2 separate regions of the Zea mays genome follow, and region 1 is linked to region 2. Evidence: chromatin contacts called from public Hi-C data. All regions are on one chromosome and are shown on one strand. Each heading gives the region's core, a stretch centred on a gene start, on an enhancer-like site or on the middle of the called end of the contact. The rest is flanking DNA. Distances are from core to core; before and after follow the strand shown.

Region 1 (3,050 bases), core at 396-2,895, 160 kb after region 2:
TGAGAAGAGAAGCTCACTCGGTCTAAGTGACCGTTTGAGAGGGGGAAAGGGTTGAAAGAGACCCGGTCTTTGTGACCACCTCAACGGGGAGTAGGTTTGCAAAAACCGAACCCCGGTAAAACAAATCATTGTGTCTCACTCTTTATTCGCTTGCGATTTGTTTTTCACCCTCTCTCTCGGACTCGTTCATATTTCAAACGCTAACCCGGCTTGTAGTTGTGCTTAAGTTTATAAATTTCAGATTCACCCTATTCGCCCCCCCTCTAGGCGACTTTCACACTCCATATCATAGTGAAGGTTTTCACCTGGCTGGTGCCTGTGGTTTTCCCTTCGCATTGAAGGGGCTTCCATGTAAATCTGTGTGTCGTGCTCTGTGGTTTGTTGGTTGATCTACTTCGTTTTGTCTGTCGATTTTGCTAACATAAATTCCTTTGTCCTAAATTTTAGAATATGTAGGTGCACAATTATTTAGCTAATATGTGTTGAACATTTAGATGATCACCAAACACCATGCAGTTATATACCGTTTCACGCATAACGATCATATAACATGACACCACATTGACAATATATATTCTTTAGGATTTAGTGAAACCTTGAATGGGGTTCCTCTTCCCATTCCACCGCACCAATGAAAGCATCTCCATTTTTCTATGTGGCCAAAGAAATAGGGAACCCAATTCTCTATATAGTTCTCCTTCATCCTTTCTTCTAATTTTTTCATTCTTTACTAGGAAGGAATATAAGGGTACAAAGGAACTTGAAGTGCCCTCATGATCTCTTCTTTGAAGACCAGAAGGTAATCTATCTCATGCACACCTTCGATAACTTAGAGACATGTGAAATGATTTCCTTCTACTAGGAAAGAGGCAACTTGAAGTGCCTTCGCTAATCTCCTCTTAAAAGAACAGAAGGTAAGGGATTTATATCTTCCTTAGCATGAGCATATATATAGTTAAGTCTCCCCCTCCCAAAAAAACTTTAGAATCTTAACATGCTACAATTAGTTCTTAAATAATTTTGTATGCATTATAATTCTAAAACTTTAACCACCTTACACCTGTTGGTCCACTCTTTAATATTTTGAATGTAAATAAACCTTTGGATATATATAATCATACTATGTAAATGTATTACTACCTCCGTTCTCGAATATTTGTCGTCCGTTAGTTCATTTTTAAACTAAAACATGATAAATAAAAAAGAATGGAGGGAGTATAAGACATAAGACTTTGTATGTATCCCTAACTAATATAACATGCGTTCGCTAGCACACACTGACAACTAGTGATGTTTTTATGCTGTGCAGACTGAAGTCGTTTCAAAGGCACCAAAATCGTACTGCGGGGGAAACATTTTGACATTTCTCTTGGAAAAACGAAAAACCCTTGTGAAATTGTGGTTCCCAAACTAGTCCTTATAAGAGGAAAAAAAAGACACAACGTTTTTAAGAGGGGTCAATTAGAACCATTTAGGCCCACTTTAGTCTGATGCTCAATATGAATGCGGCTGTTTTTAGGCCGAGGCCCATATACCTCGTCGTCCTCTCCGCGGGTCCCAGACAAGGACACGGTGTTGACTATCTCGAGTCCGTTGACATTGACAAGGGGGCCAGGTCGAGGCTTTCCGAGCTCCGATCCCTCTCCAACGCCTGAGGGATGGCCGTGCCGGCGCCCGCGAAGGCGGCGCGCTTGCTTGCGGCCTCCGCGGCGGTGCTCGTGCTGCTGTGGTGTGTCCATTTCCGCGGTGGGCTCTCCTTCGGCTCCCCCACCAACAAGGGCCTCATCTTCAACGTAAGACTCCTTCCCTGCCTTCGCTTCCCGTGGAGATAGACAGGTAGCATTCGATCCCATTGCGGTATAGGTCCCCGGCTCCTTAGTTTTATTGGAATCTGATTACCGACTCCGTGAACCCATCCCCGCAAGGCGAAGGCGGTAAGTCCGGCCCGAAAATGAACACGGTGTCGACCTGAGCTCGTGAACGCATAAATCAAATTTAAAATTAGATCACCATTAAAAAAATAACACATTTATAAATCATAATGGAAGGATATAATTAAATACAATAATATGTATGTTTCAAATAATACACATTTCACAAATAAATGATAGACCGTAAATAGAAGATAAAGCTATTTTTGTAATATTTGTCTTATTAAACGGGCCGAGTCTTAGCCCGTTTAGAAACGGGTCGTGCTGGGCTAGGCACAGGCCCGCATAGAGTTGGGCCGGGCTCGGATCAGGCCCAAATAGCGGGCTGCGTGCCGGGCTCGCGGGCCTCATGTTTATTGGCCATCTATAGCTGCAATCACTGTTCACTTGACTCCATTGGCCCTGACCTATGACAATCCAGCATTGTAGTGTGCTCAAGTAGGTTTCAGGTGTTTGGAATCTAGATGTTATGTTTCACCATTTTACCTTGCTAGCCTAACCCGATGGATGACATGTTATTATGTTAAGTGTGACATACAAGTGAAATGCTGATTCTGGTTCGCTTGTTATCTCATATAATCTGATCAATTTAAATTTGCCTATATGCTTAAGAGTAATTATCTGTATATTTTTAATCTGACCAATTTGATTAATTTGATATCGTTTGTTAGACTACAATTGAGACTAGGAATCTATATATACCCCTATAGCTTTGGAGTGTTCATCGCCAACATGAGTGTGCTAGGCTGACATATATTTATTGTTCTTATTCGGTCATAAGTTTCTGAATCGAGAAGTAGTATATCAGGGTACATTCCAGTGGGAATTGGAGTTTAAACCCTCTGAAGTTACAACGCTGCTAAAAAAATCGCATGGACTTTATGAGTTAAATGTATATCAGTTAGGATTTCCATCCGGCATTGTTAAGTTCCTTTGGTTTCTCTTTGCTATCTCGAATAGGCAAGAGCATTGTGTATCATTGTATTAAGCTAGAAGAGAGTTTTACAGATAAGCTGGCCATCCTGCTGCAATAGCTGTTAGTGCTACAAGGTGACTGCACAACCATGTCAGCTAGCTCTCGAGGAGGCTATCCGGTTGCTAAATTACCAAGGCTGACGA
Region 2 (3,259 bases), core at 599-3,098:
TTCTGTACTTCATCAACAAACAAAGAATCCTGCAGGACATGTGCTACATCAAGCATAAAAAAATATAGAGTAACCACTTCCATAGTATCCTCCCTCATAATCCATCTGTCAGAAATGCAAACAGCCAAAAGAAATGAACCTCTGCACCTAAGTAGGGGGGCATCTCTCATCTCAGGCTTCTCAGCATCTTCTAAACCCTCCAAACCTTGATAGCAGATGAAGATAATGACCCTTATCTGTCATGTACTTAATGACATTATTAGCTTGAGTATCCTTCCCAGCGTTCCGCAGTCTCCTTACTAGACTACTGTACACAGAGAAGTTTGGTGTGCATCCATGTGAATCCATGTCCTTCAGCATAGTGAATGCTTTATCAAACTCCCCGACTGCGCAAAGCCCCTGTATCATTGAATTGTATGTGTACACATTAGGAAGCTGCCCTCTCATCAGCATATCATCAAAAAACCTCTGGGCTTCCTCAAATTCCCCAGCTGCCACATAGCTTGCGATCATAACAGTATAGCAGACAACATCTGGGTCACACCCTTTCTTCATCATCTCATCAAAGAAATACCTGCAGGCTTCTAGGTTGCCAGCACGGCCAAGACCATCTATCAAATTTGTGAAATGGAGCACATTTGGCCTACATCCGACATCACTCATATAGTTCAGCAAATTGAGAGCTGCGAGGGGTTTGTCTCCCTTACCAAGTACATGAAGCAACAGGTTGTAAGTATGGAGGTCCGGCGTAAGCCCATTTTTTCCCATCTCATCAAGTAATTGATGGAATTGATCCAACTTCCCAAGCATATACTTTGCACGCAACACCACATTGTATGTCAAGACATCAGGTGAGTACCCCTCAAGGATCATTTTCTCGTGAACCCACTCAATCAGTGAGTACTGCTCTATGGTCAGAAGTGTGTACAATATTGCATTAAATGCATTTCTAAATGGGCGGTAATTGAAAGTACTTGACCTGATGAACCTCTCCACCAGTCTCCGCCTCAACCCAACCTTCACAGATGCACATATCAAGAGGTGGAACGTCCGGGAAGAGACAGGTAGCCCCTTGGCTGCCATCTCCTCAAACAGCCGCCACATCGCCTTCACCTCCCCACACTCGGCGAAAACCTTCATGACGAGGTTGTACATGCTTGTGCTATGTTGGTACCCCTCCTGCTGCCCCGCCCATATGAAGAACTTATACGCCAGCTTCGGGTACCTCTCACGGTTCACACTGTCCACGGACACAACAATCCTGAACAGCACCTCCCTCACCAGCTCAATAGACACCTTCGGGCGCATTTCATCGAGCGCGTGGCGGGTGCTGAACCCCGGGCCGTCCTGCAGCAGGATCCTAAAGATCCTGTCCGCCTCCAGCCTCACATCCCCAAAGAACCGCCTCCTGGAATCTTGACCAGGGGAAAAGGTTTCGCCGTCATCGTCATCGTTCTCCGGCTGGCCTCGCGGTGGTGGCAGCTGGAGTACTACTTCACGTGGGAAGCGGCCAGCGTTCAGGCCTGCCACCTCCTCCGCTCCCTCACGGACACCGTCACCATTGCGCTGTGCAGTGTCTGGAGGACTCTCACCGCCGTTTCTGGAACCGTTGCAGCAGAGACGCCGCGACAGGCAGAGCCGGGCCGAGATCGCCCGGGCTGCTCGGAGCGGAGGTAGATGAGCGCCCGTGATCATAGAATACGCGCACGCAAGCACATGATGAGTGAGCGGCTCTGCGGGAAGATGATGGCGCCCAGCTATGGTTCGAAGGGTGGTGGCGGCACGGCGGCGCGCCGGCGCCAAGGGAAAGGAGTCTCCCTTCCGGCTTCCGCCACGAAATGAAAACTCGTGACAAGCAGAATCTTTGCTATCAGCTTTATTGGGCTGTTATGAATATGTACTATTGCTGTTGGGCCTCATTCTGGCAATCTGGCCTACTCATGCCTTTGAAACACGCAAAGATTAGCGACGAGCCACTCTTTCTTGATTGAGTGGCACAAAACTATTCATGTGTACCATTGACATATTTCGTGAAAATGGTAACGGCAAAGTGTACATATTACGCGTAAGGATGGCAATCTATATATACTATATTTCGTCCCGCGTTATTTTTTATAAATAACCCCTCACATCTATTTCAAATTAACTTGTTGCACGTCCGTCCACTGCACAAAATAAACCTCCGCATATAGATGGCTAAACGGTGGCCCGGCACGGACCCAACGCCCGCGCGCCATAGCTCTAGTCCAGGCACATGCCGGCCTGCAGACTGTGCCGGGCCGGCCTGTTAGCCCATCGGGCCATTTGGTTAAATCAACGTAAAATGTTAAAAAACAGTGCAGACGCCCTAATGAAAAAAGGGCGGGAAACACTGGGTGAAGCTGTCTAACCAGTAGAACATCATGATCATGTATTTTTTAATATTGAATATAAATTGTATATATGTATATATGATTTTTTGCAAAATAAAAACATAATCGTCTCAAGCCGGGCCAGCACTACGGCCGAGGCTACAGCCCAAGCACGGCACAACGCTCGTGCCGGGCTAGCCCAGGCACTATTAAATGGGTCATGCCTCAGGCCGACCCGTCAGACATGTCTCATTTGGCCATCTATACCTCCGCACAATAATGATGCTCCTCGCCTTAGTTGCTGCCATCTCGTTCGTCATCCTGCTTCTTTTCTCTCTCTCCCCTCATGCATCCACCTCCGCGCCACCCCATTCTCGGCAGAGGGTGTGGGAGCAGGCGCCTCCTCCCCGTATTCGTCCAACACCAGCCCCGACACAGACCCATGCAATGGCTATTGCACGTTCACGAGGATGTTTCACAGTATGCGTGCACCATCGTTTTCGCCATCGTCGGGCGTCCCGTTCGTCTTTCCGGCCTTCGCCATGTTCTTCCTCCCCGTCCAACTACCCCGCCCACGGTCGCAGCCGCGAGCCGACCAATGCTCTTCGACGTGGGTACGGGGCGAGTCGGTCTTGCTCCTGGCCTTTTTTCGTGCGTGCCGCCGAGGAGGACACGGTGGCGCCTGCCACGCTTAGGTTATCTTGGCAATGAGGGGTCCAGGTCAGAGATATTGGACAACCAAGGCCTTTGGCGCGGCAGTAGTCCGCATATGCTATGGAGTTGGTGGTGGTGTTGTGTCGCCTCGATGGGTCCAAGGCTGGGAAGGCACTCGCATTCTCTTGCCCTTCTTGGACCGACGTCTGGTACAGATGCCTCTCGATTTGGAGCTACTCCAGCTGGGCTTCTTT

Evidence for each region. Hi-C and Micro-C count contacts between places; a contact is called where the count stands out from the background.
Region 1: a Hi-C map of tassel shows a contact between it and region 2, with 2.3 times the contacts expected there. The contact joins the promoter of LOC100216802 here to the promoter of LOC100273731 in region 2. A contact is called at or near these places in 3 of 25 Hi-C or Micro-C datasets (ear, endosperm and tassel).

Annotation. Positions count from the first base shown.
Region 1 is chr1:231,220,452-231,223,501 of Zm-B73-REFERENCE-NAM-5.0, forward strand. It overlaps LOC100216802, which reads left to right and starts at 1,646. Exons shown (of 4, transcript NM_001143201.1): 1 at 1,646-1,793. The coding sequence starts at 1,659.
Region 2 is chr1:231,059,053-231,062,311 of Zm-B73-REFERENCE-NAM-5.0, forward strand. It overlaps LOC100273731 (Pentatricopeptide repeat-containing protein), which reads right to left and starts at 1,849. Exons shown (of 1, transcript NM_001148141.1): 1 at 1-1,849. The coding sequence starts at 1,695. The coding sequence ends at 181.